Linked DNA regions of Zea mays: region 2 is linked to region 1. The links are chromatin contacts, called in public Hi-C maps. All regions are on one chromosome and are shown on one strand. The core of a region is the stretch at or near the end of the contact, and the rest is flanking DNA. Distances in the headings are between cores, read along the strand shown.

Region 1 (5,481 bases), core at 102-2,601:
GTATGTCTATATCAATTATGTGATAATTTCTTAATAGTTCTAAAATTCTTATATCAGGTTCTAAAGTATTTACTACCTGAACTTATTCTACATCCTGTTGTGAGGCCTTGTTTGAATACTTTAGTATTCATTTTAATCCACATGTATTGAGATGGATTGATGTGTAAATGAAAGTACCCAAACAAAGCCTGAGGGATGTCCCCCAACCCTGATTTCTGGCTTTCAGTGATAGAGGTCTTACACATGAAATTGTACCACAAGCATGGATCATTCATAGTTCTCATTCTTCCTACTTACAAAACATTCTAGTACTAACACAATCCGCAAAATACATCTGGTTTATTTATAAGGTAGTGCTCAGGAGAATTTAATGTAGAATAAGTTCATCGACTTCCTAGAAAGAAGATCAGAAGGCCCTTATTATCGTCAGGTAGGCAATAAGAGCTGGGATTTTCAGCGTCTCCTAGCAGCAGTTTCTCTCTGTGCATTGAAGTAGACGGCAGCTACAGGGAGGCCAAGGTCATTTTCCTCAGCGAACTGCCGGGTGTTGAAATGATCTCTGAAGGATGGCACAGTTACATTTTGCCTACCCTGCTGCTTGAAGAGCACAAAAATGAACCTGTGGATACCAATGCTAGGTCTTGGGCTCTCGTAGCTTATGATCTGTCGCCCTGAAATTTGGAAGATGAATGGTTATTAATTCAAAGAAGAACTAGAACATGGAATAGGCTAAGCCTGAATCAGCAGAACCTACCGAAGGAGGCATCTGTTGTCCCAGGTATATCAGTCACGATCCTGCAAATGTAAAGGCTGCCTTTTAGCCACATTACTCTGAAGTGCTAGAAATCACGGAATTTTCTGTATATGAAAGATATGGTGCTATCATCATATGCTACTTGGCATCCCTACTAAGGTAAGAAATGCTGAACATTACCAATGAAGGTGCTCCCTTAGGTATGGATCACTTGGTCCTGGAACATCTGGGTCTGTCATAACCTGAAATTTGATGACCATGGCCATCAGGGAGGAAGAAGTGGTAGTAGTACTTGTAGAACATTTGTCAACGATGGAGCATCTGACTGCTAACCAATGTGAAGAAAGACCGCAAATCGCCCCCTTGAACCGCCACCCTTGGTTTGGACACAACAGCTGATGGGTAGATCTCATGGCCATTGAACACGAGTTTGTTGGAGTTGTAGGTCACTATCATCTTCACACACGGGTTGAAGGAGTCGAGGACTTCTCCGATCACCCGCCCGACTATGAGAGGCTCCACAGACCTGGACATGGTTGGAGGGACAGGTACTTATGTTTCACATGTGAATCGCTCGCTCTGACTGAACAGAGCAAGCGAATGCACTCAATGACACTGTGAGCTGGTTATTGGGCATTGGTAGAGGACAAGCCTCTCTATTTATAGCGGTTATGAGGCTACTGGCCTGCTGCTGAGTGTAGGATGTAAAAAGAGGATAGGAGGCATGGGTGTCTTTTAGTTGGGTATGGTGTGGATGCAGCTGAAGTGGCAACAGGAAGCTTGTACCGCTTTTTTCCAAGAAAGCCAACGAAGGATTAATTAGGAAGTGTGGAAACACCTTACTGTGGAAAAAAAACATCTAGATGACCAAAGGTCTAATTAGGAAGTGTGGCTTTTTTCTGGATCTAAATGGGGGGGGGGGGGGGGGGGGGGAGGGGGATGAATACGGTTCTTTAGAATTTGGTTTTCAGTGAAACTACCAATTCTATTCGGCATGCTTGATTTGATGCTTACTTAAACTGCCTATATTCTTGCCCTCCTGCTTCCTAATGCTGATTTATCTTTTTCATGGCCTAGGAGACAAGATGCAGCACTGTCCTCACGGAAGCCTCTCAGCCCTCAGATGTTCGCCTTTGCTGATTTAGGGGGTGTTTAAATGTACTAGAGCTGTTGGCTAAAAAATTGCTAGTGGAATTAGCTAGCTAACTATTAACTAATTTACTAAAATAGGTAATAGTTGAACTATTAACTAAGGTGTTTGATGTATCCAACTAATTTTAGCCATTAACTATTAGTTCTAGTGCATTTAAACACCCCCTTATTTGTTCAAGCAACGCTGCAGAGATGTCGACTGTCGACTCGGGTATGAGGTTCTTGGGCTTCTTGGTCGAGGCGTTCAAAAAATCTTTATGGTTTTCCATAAGTGGTGGAGCCAAGCTAGCTAGGGTAGTGGAACCTGGTAGTTGCTCCAACCAATGGCGAGCTCCTATAATTGCACCATTGGTAGGTAAATCTCAACAGGTCTGTTATATATATATTGGACTAGTTTAGCAGAATAATGACTCTCACCTCCATGCAGATGGGCAGATGGCGATGTTTCTCGGTTGCTGTCATAAGCTGCTGCCCGACACCTCGGCTAAAAGGAGCCGTCCAACCGAGCCTTTTGTCCCCGAACACGCAGGTGAGATGAGTGGTAAGTAACCAACCTGAGTGACAGGGAGGATCATGGCATCAAGAATTTAGAGGGGAGGAAGGCCACGATGCAGGCTGCAGCGGATCTCTCCATGGATCAAGGTGTCCGCGCATGATTGAGCACGAGGCAGAGTCCAAGCACACTACGTACGATAACACTTGTCGAAAGCTGCTATTATGGGCGTTTCTGTGTGGGATTTGGGCAGTCAACGCCACGAGATTTCCTACGAAAACTGACTGGCTCAGGGGTTTCATGCATACGCTGCTTCTTTTATTATTATTATTAGTATTATTGTTGTTGTTGTTGTTGTTGTTATTATTATTGATATTATTGTTGTTGCCGACCAAGCAGTAGTACCAACTTGGAAGGTGAGCCAAGTCAGGGTTCAGTGCGTTCTCGCCGTCAGCGTGCACCGAGAAGGAAATGACCTCCCAGTTTTTCTTGCCCATTGGCATGTAGGATGCTTGTTGGATTCTCCCCAGTACCCACTTGCACTTGCCATGGAGCCGGGGACCGTGGTGCACCGAGAGCACGCCTCTGCGTAATCCACCCGTGCTAAGCACCTTTGATGCGTGCGTGCCAGTTTGCCCCGTCGGCGGCATGCACCAGCAGCAGCCGTGCCAGTTTGCCGACGCCGACTCGGGAGTCAGGGATCACTACGACTGTGTACTGCACGCAACAGGCAGCGCCACTCTCTCTTTATCCACAGCAGTGAAGTTGATCCATCCCCTCGTCAGTACATGAGCGTTCTCTCAGTATTTTCTTAAAATTTATGGTCTGAGAAATTGATAAGACGAATAGATGATTAATAGTATTGTATGTGCATGCCTCATTTCTACAGTTAGTCTATCAATAAAAAAAAAATTCAAATATCAGCAACCACCATAGAAGAAAGTAAAGCTCACAACTGATCAAATCAAATGAGTGAAACTGCATTAGACAATAGCATACCTAACTATGTTAGGCATTCGTACCAATGTACCATTGAAGCCTTCATATGAGTAGAAGCATATCATGTGATGTATCAGCTCGTCCATGATTCTGATATTATGCATGCTGTCAAAACTCACTTGCATACAGGCCATACACTTTCCACTTCTACTTCTATTTGGTAAGATCGTTAACCAATACAAAGTACCATGACGTACATATATTCAGCTACAGGTTTACACCTCATATCCAACCTCTTGCTAACTTCTCTGGAGCTCCGAAGTTTTAACACAAGTGAAACAACAAATTCTGATGTGGGATGAAAGTCAAAATTGGTAAAGATTTGTTCATGTCAATAACAGTTGGGACAGAGCTGGATTTTTTAAATGAATAATATTCTCGCTAAATGATTCAATCAATACTAATAAAGTTACATTTCTGACAAGTCAATATACTATGGCTTATGTTTATGGCAAAATTGATGATGATACAAGAATTATTAGTTACAAAAAAAAACCTTGGTATGTTCTTACCAAGAGAAATCCTACAAATAATTGAAGAAAGCTCAGTCGCAATGGCCTATGGCCATTTTACTAACAGAGCTAGTTGGGTAAGGAATCGAAGGCCAACAGGTTTCCAGTATACCTCATCAAAAGGAAATAACAAAGGGGTCAGAATTGTATCAAGTGAGGTTTCTAGAAACAGAGCAGATGCCTACCACCCAGTTTTCACTAAACACATATATCCATGGCTATGATGCCAAGAAAAGAATCATGGCAAGGTTTAAGCAGCAAGGGGGGAAGACCTGATTGTGATCAACTATTCATTTGGGAAGCACCAAGCTGATTAACTAAGAGAACATGGTCTAAAAAGGTCTTGCTTTTCTTTTTTCTTCTTTTTGGATGGAATTGCCCCCAAGGCCCAAACTTCCTCTACCATCTCTGAGCAGCAAGAGGAAGGCCTGTTTGTGCTCAACTATTTGTTTAGAAACCACCCAGCGGCTTAATCAGAGAATATTGTTTCAAACTCTCTTTTTCTTTCCATTTTGAAACGAATGGTCCATGAACTCCATCTATCATCTCTGGCCTGAAAAGAAAACGGAAATATGGTTGGAGACATGAGCAAAGCTAGTTAACAAGCCAATGATGAAGAGAAATATGCATATAGGAGAGAGCTCTCACAGGGAGATATCAGCAAAGCAAGGACAAAAGGACAAGCTTTCAGAGCTCGATCAATCTATTCACCCAAAACGACATTCTCCAAGTACTCAATTGCATGGTGCATGTGACCTTCATCAAATCCCTTGAACAAGGCCTTACGTGTTACATAATCTGGATGAATACCGTTCTGATGCATTTCAAAATAGAATCTCATCGCATCTTCCCAGTTGCCCTCTTCACAGTTCCCATCTATCAACAAAGTATATGTGTATTTATTTGGCACCAATCCCCTTTCTAGCATCTCATAAAAATGACGATAAGCCAGTTGAGTTCTGCCCATCCTGCATAATGCATGTATGAGGACATTATATGTTATTTCATTAGGTTCAACTCCTTCCTCCAGCATCTTTCGAAACCAACCATATGCTGAATAAAGGTTTCCTCTTCTACAATATGCATGAATAATAACAGTGTAGGTCACAGCTGAGGGTGGCAAACCATCTGAGATCATGTCATTAAAAAATTTTCTTGCTTCTCTTAGGAATCCCCTTTCACAGTGTGCATGAATCAAGCAGGTGTATGTGATACAGTCAGGCTGTAAACCATTACTGATCATCTGCATCATCAGCTCTTCGGCATCTTTCAGGTTACCAGTCTTGCACAGTCCATCAATAAGGATATTGTATGTCACTGTATCGGAAGATATGCCTTCCAACATTATTACCTCTCTCAACTGGAAAGATTTGGAAATATCCCCTAGGGTTATCTCCGCACAAATCCTTGTATTATAGGCAAAGCAATCCGGCCGCAAACCTTTGCTCAGCATCTCATCAAAGAACTCTCTTGTCATAGCAAGGCTACACACATTATGTGAACCCTTCATGAGAATTGTATAGGTATAAACATCAGGCAAACAACCCTGCTCTACCATTTCCTCTTTCAAT
Region 2 (5,550 bases), core at 2,853-5,352, 300 kb after region 1:
ACACCTAGACACCACACAGTAGAGTAAATATTTAGGCAATGTGCCGAGAGTAGAGGATCTAGTCTTAGTTTTGGAATGATACAATACTGCTACATCTTATTCTTGCCATTGATTTATTTTGTGATTGTTTTTACTTCTTTCCACTGCTGATTCTCTTATAGTCGGACACTTAGTCAGCTATGTGTTACTCAGTGATTGCAGCAACTTAATGAATTATTATGATTGAAACAACTTAATGAAGCACTACGATTGCAGCAACTTGATGAAGCACTATGGTTGAAACAACTTAATGAAGCACTATGATTGGAGCAACTTGATGAAAAATGTGTTTAGGTTTCAGTTTCCTTGAAATGCATAGAAAATCATGTTAACTGCATAAACAAAAATGTCATACAAAGAAAGTTATTTCAGCTCTTGAATATTGTTACTCATGTGGCAGCATATCGAACTGGTCTCTCCCCCCACTCCTGGTGCTGAAGCAGCGACCTTCGATATTGTTGGACCAGTTTGTGAGTCTGCAGATTTCCTTGGAAAAGATAGGGAACTTCCAACACCTGATGAGGTCTCTTTCAAAGCCATTATATTTTATTTGATGATTAGGCCTTCTATGTTTCTTTCTGACATGTTGTCCTTGTAGGGAGCTGGACTGGTTGTTCATGATGCAGGTGCCTACTGCATGAGCATGGCTTCCACCTACAACCTGAAGTTGAGGCCACCGGAATACTGGGTACACACTACAACACACATTTGCTGCCCAGTGGGGACGGGCACCCTCATTAGCTAAAATATCATGTTGCAATATATAAAAAAATCATCACAAAAAATCATGCATGTAGTACTCATAAAGTATAGTTGCAACAATTCAGTTTGATAAACAAGCTGTCAACCTGGCACTATTCATCAAGTGCTGATAGTGACACTTGTATTTTTTTAATCTGAACATCAAAGATGAATTTCGAAATTAATTGTTTTAGCTAAACTTAACTTTAGATACTATATACATGATTTTTTGTGTTCTTTTTTGAAACATTGTGTTGGACACTTGTTTTCAGTTGCTACATGGCATCAAAAACAAGAACAAGGCAACACACGTTAAGAAATTTGAACCTTGGTCCTTAAGTTACCACTTCTTCGAAATGTTAGCTTGAGGACGAAGGTCTTTAAATGGAGATATGAATAAAACAGTACCAGACAAAATGATAATGGGAAAACAAAGTATGAAACTCATCTCCTGAGCCTTAGCATTATTTATTTCATCATTCTTTGTATTACATAAGTTTACAAACATATCTTCGGCTTCTTTGCATAAGATAGCTTGAAGGTATTTCGAAGACCAAGTGAAATGAAGTTTATAGCCCTCCAAAAGGTGAATTTATGCAGGGCACTGTTCATCTATTTATAGTCGCGGGGTACAACTTTGATGAAATTAAAATTCACACCCTAAAACCTATATATTCGAGCTATACTGCACAACGAGGGCGAAGTTGTCTTTTTTCCTTCATCGCTTTTGTGAGAACTTCAGCTTCGTCATGCTTCGTATTTTATCCATTGTTCCTTCACGGTACTCAAGGTACTTGTAATACTTAGAGATATACTAGAAAACAATCATTATCTTGGTGTTTCGAGGACCTTCGTAAATAATAAGGCCCCCAACACATTGCAACATGATATTTTAGTTAAAGAGGGCGACAGCCTCCCTGGTGGGCATACTGCCACCTACATTCCCTTTTTTCTCGTGATTATTTTGTAGGAAAAATGGAAAAAGCCACTGCAAGCTAGGGAATATCAGTTACTTTTACTTACTTGGATCTAGCTTCCTTAGAGCAACTATAGCAGTTTTGGGGGTTGATTCTAAGAAATAAAGTCCAGCAGGGCCGCAACCCCCACTGATCCCGACTCTCCACTGCCACCATGTTTTCTTGCATCGCTCTTGCCCTAACCCCTACTTGACCTGTGGAAAATGGGGCTAAGGGCAATTGCTGGTGCCTCTAAAGTTTGAGTGCATGAGTTGGGCCTGTTTAACTTACCTTTTTTTTTTGCCTAAGGCCTCAGATGTAGAGTTGGAACTGTTAAGAGCGATGGAGGTGCTCAAACTCGCTTGAAATTCCCTGCACTCCATCTCCCCTTGATTCCACACCATGCTGCACAGCCTGCACCCTGTCGCTCCTGATCCTTACTTACCAGCCTACTGCTGTGCCTCGTCCCCTTTGCCTGCCCCATAATGTCGCAGATGGATACCTGTCTATGTATAGGAGCTCGGTTCTTATGACACTATGGTTTAACGATTGTTGCTGAGAAAAGGAGGCCAAGCAGACAAATTTGGGAGATGGTGTTTTTAAGAGGGGTGGGGGTGGGTGGGGGTTGAGGGGCGCCCTACTGCTGGCAGCTTAGAGGAATCAAGCCTGACATGGCCTGAGGTGCCGTAGAACATGGAAATCAAGAATGCGAAGGGGATCATGTAGAGGACTAGAGGAGCTTGACAACCGGTCTTTGGGGCTCTAGAATAAGGGCTAAATTGCTCTTATTGTCTTACAACCTGCCCATTTAATGTGTTTCCGATTACCCCCTGTAACTATTGCCAACCAATGTTTTCTTAGAGTTGCGCATGTTAACAATCGAGACCAACTTGAATATGAAAACACATAAAGCTTGCATGTGGTAGACTGTAACCGTGTGGAATTGAGACTTTGGGGATGCCCCCGTTCCCCATTTGTTGCCTCTCGTCTTTTTATCAGTTTTCTTCATTGGTCATTTAACCAATATGGTTTATTGTCCCCTTTGCAGGTGGAAGCGGACGGTTCGATCGTTAAGATCAGGCATGGAGAGAAGCTTGATGACTACATGAAGTTCTTTGATGGTCTTCCTGCTTAGATGTTTATTATCTGCGACTGCTACGGACGATGTTTTCTTGGGGATAATTGGATTTTCTTTGTCAAGCTCATTTTTGCTTTCTTGTGGTTATGTAATGTTACTGGATACTGGATAGCTAGTTGGTGCATCCTCAACTTCCTTTTCATTTCTGTTAGTTTCGTCACCAAGTTCGTCCTCAATTGCTATTTGGTTGTAACCCAGCTGTAGGATGCCTGGCTAGCCTGTAACCGCCTGAGCGTGATTTGGTTGGGAACTGACGGTTTCACCTGGTGAGACATGCCTGCGAACCAAATCTGTCCCCTGGGCTGCCGTATGTGTGATACCAAAATCTGTTGTAGCCTTGTAGGTTTACTATTGCTGTGATAATCTGTTGCAGGTTTACTATTGCTGTGATAATCTGTTGTAGGTTTACTATTGCTGCATATAGTATAATGATGTCTTTGTATTTTTTTTTCGTAAAAAATCGAATAAACGGTTTGGTCAAATTTAGTAAAAAGTCAAAACAATTATAAATCGGAACGAAAGTAGTATTTATCAAGGTAACAGGCTCCATCGTCGGTATAAATGGAGTAGCAGTAAAAGACAGATTTGTTTTGGATTAAAGACGGTTGTTTGAATGTAGCTCTAATACATAGAGATAAAACACTCTTTGGATTAAAGCGGATGAAGCTCTAATATATAGAGATAAAACACTATAGAATAAATATTTGTTTTAGATTAAAGACAGTTGTTTGAATGTCTCTGTAATACATAGAGATAAAACACTCTTTGGAAAGTCGTCCAGTCTAGGAGCACCTCTTAGATTTAGATTTGTCGAACGTGAACATGAATGGTAGACTGAACACCCATATAATCTCGATTTGACAGAGCAACACCTTGAATGAAATCAAAATACTAAACAGAGTGGGTTACCGGCTCTACGACCCCATTCCCGGGCACTACTATAGAGCTCTTTGGGCCTTGCATCTTTCTTTCGTCGTTTCGCACATAGATACAAATGTACTCTCTAGTATAAACTATAAAAACACTCTTTGGATTAAAGCGGATGAAGCTCTAATATATAGAGATAAAACACTGTAGAATAAAAAGTAGAAATCGGTATGAATTAAAGGCAAACACTAGAAGAAATGGTAGAAACCGGTATGAATTAAATTCAAATGAACCTTTTTTTCCATTGTAAAACGGATTCGTTTGCAAGCTTTGTGTTTTCTGGTTAATATAAATATTGATTGATAAAGGCTTTAAAGCTATGATTTAATTTAATCCTGGTGCGTGAAGAGCCACGCAGTAGGCTTCAGAGCCACAAGCAACGCAACTGTATTGTTTTTCAAAAACGCGAATGAACGAAAAAAAGATGAACAGGGAGGGAGAGAGGAAAAAGATGAACAGGACAGGACCTCGTCGCTAAAACCCCAGCGCAGCGGCGCGGGAGCAGATGCACCTTGCCCTTCTCATCTCCCGCATTCGCCTCTTGCCGACCGCCATGCCCAGCACCCGTTCCGCCTCCGCCTCCAGGCTGCTGGTCCGCGCTGACAACAGCCCAGGTGAAGTGAAAGCCCGCTTTTCTGCCCCTTTCGTCTCCGCGTATCTTTCTCCCCTTTTTAGTGCTCCTTTGCTAAGTAGCAAGTTCCGCTCTGCCTTGTTGTGCTATTTACTTCACCAGTTGCTCCAGAGGATCAAATTTCGTTGTACTACTAATGTCAGGTGGTGAATGCCTTCATGATGCCCCACACTAACTGATCATCTGCTGTATGCATGGCCAAGATACACGGATTTAGTTTGACGAGAACAGAATTTCCGCTCGCTACCATTTCTTTTGTCTCTGCGGATTGAACGAGACGAGTGGGAGTGTAGGACCGACGCTTCTGAGTTCAACTTTTTAGAATTTTGTTCCAACTTCAATTGTGAACTTAATCTCCCTACTCTGTTAAGAAACCCCCGTCCTGAGTATCAGTAGATCAGTACCTATGCCTGACATTTTCCTCCCAACATTTTTGGTATACTTTTCATTCTTTTTTGTCAATAAAGTACAAGTTTCATGCCTTTTCAGTTGCACGAGAAATCAAACGTGAATCCAGTGTTTCTTTGGACACTCCCAAGCCCGAAGCAACTGTCTCTGTTAAGCGGAGAAGGGTGAAGCGAGAACTTGAAGTAAATGGGCAGCATCATAAGAAGCAGGTGCCTGCTGACTGAACAGAATGGCTTTTTTATGAACAGAAGCAAGTTCCATGTGTTTCTCATTTTTTTTCCTTTCCTTACGCTCTGTACCCTTGATTTAAACTGCTTGCTTATTGAACCCTTGCTCTTTGGTGTAGTGCAGCGAGTGTTTCTTTTGTATCTAGCTACATTTATTCACTCATGGTACCTTAGTACTTGGTTTTATGCTTTCCTTAATACAAAAATTTCCTATTCATATGCAGGTCCCTGACATTGAGGATTTTATATACGAAAAGGCCAAAACATTGACATCGTCAAGTAAGGCAACAACATCTTTGGGTAAGAACCGCTGGTGCCGATCAGATAATCTTTTTCAGTTTCCTATTTAGCCAGATGTTTCATAACCAGTGTGCAAGTATCTTTCACCTGGATAATCTGCTAGCAAGTCTCTATGTGCCATATTACAATCTTGTTCACGTTTCTGCCATGTCTTGTAAAAAAAACTAACACTTCCCTTCTTCA

Evidence for each region. Hi-C and Micro-C count contacts between places; a contact is called where the count stands out from the background.
Region 2: a contact with region 1 is called in a Hi-C map of endosperm, with 1.9 times the contacts expected there. The contact joins the promoter of LOC103640763 here to the promoter of LOC100127514 in region 1. A contact is called at or near these places in 3 of 25 Hi-C or Micro-C datasets (ear, endosperm and tassel).

Annotation. Positions count from the first base shown.
Region 1 is chr10:5,031,171-5,036,651 of Zm-B73-REFERENCE-NAM-5.0, forward strand. LOC100127514 (ZCN3 protein) reads right to left here and starts at 1,352. Exons shown (of 4, transcript NM_001112771.1): 1 at 1,088-1,352; 2 at 935-996; 3 at 755-795; 4 at 250-671. The coding sequence starts at 1,288. The coding sequence ends at 454. It overlaps LOC103640761 (pentatricopeptide repeat-containing protein At1g22960, mitochondrial), which reads right to left. Exons shown (of 2, transcript XM_008664247.3): 1 at 4,559-5,481; 2 at 3,759-4,463. The coding sequence ends at 4,614.
Region 2 is chr10:5,328,870-5,334,419 of Zm-B73-REFERENCE-NAM-5.0, forward strand. It overlaps LOC103640763 (endonuclease III homolog 1, chloroplastic), which reads left to right and starts at 4,103. Exons shown (of 11, transcript XM_020545593.2): 1 at 4,103-4,415; 2 at 4,922-5,049; 3 at 5,292-5,367. The coding sequence starts at 4,307. LOC100273126 (diaminopimelate decarboxylase) reads left to right here. Exons shown (of 8, transcript NM_001147573.1): 6 at 440-562; 7 at 638-727; 8 at 2,785-3,145. The coding sequence ends at 2,871.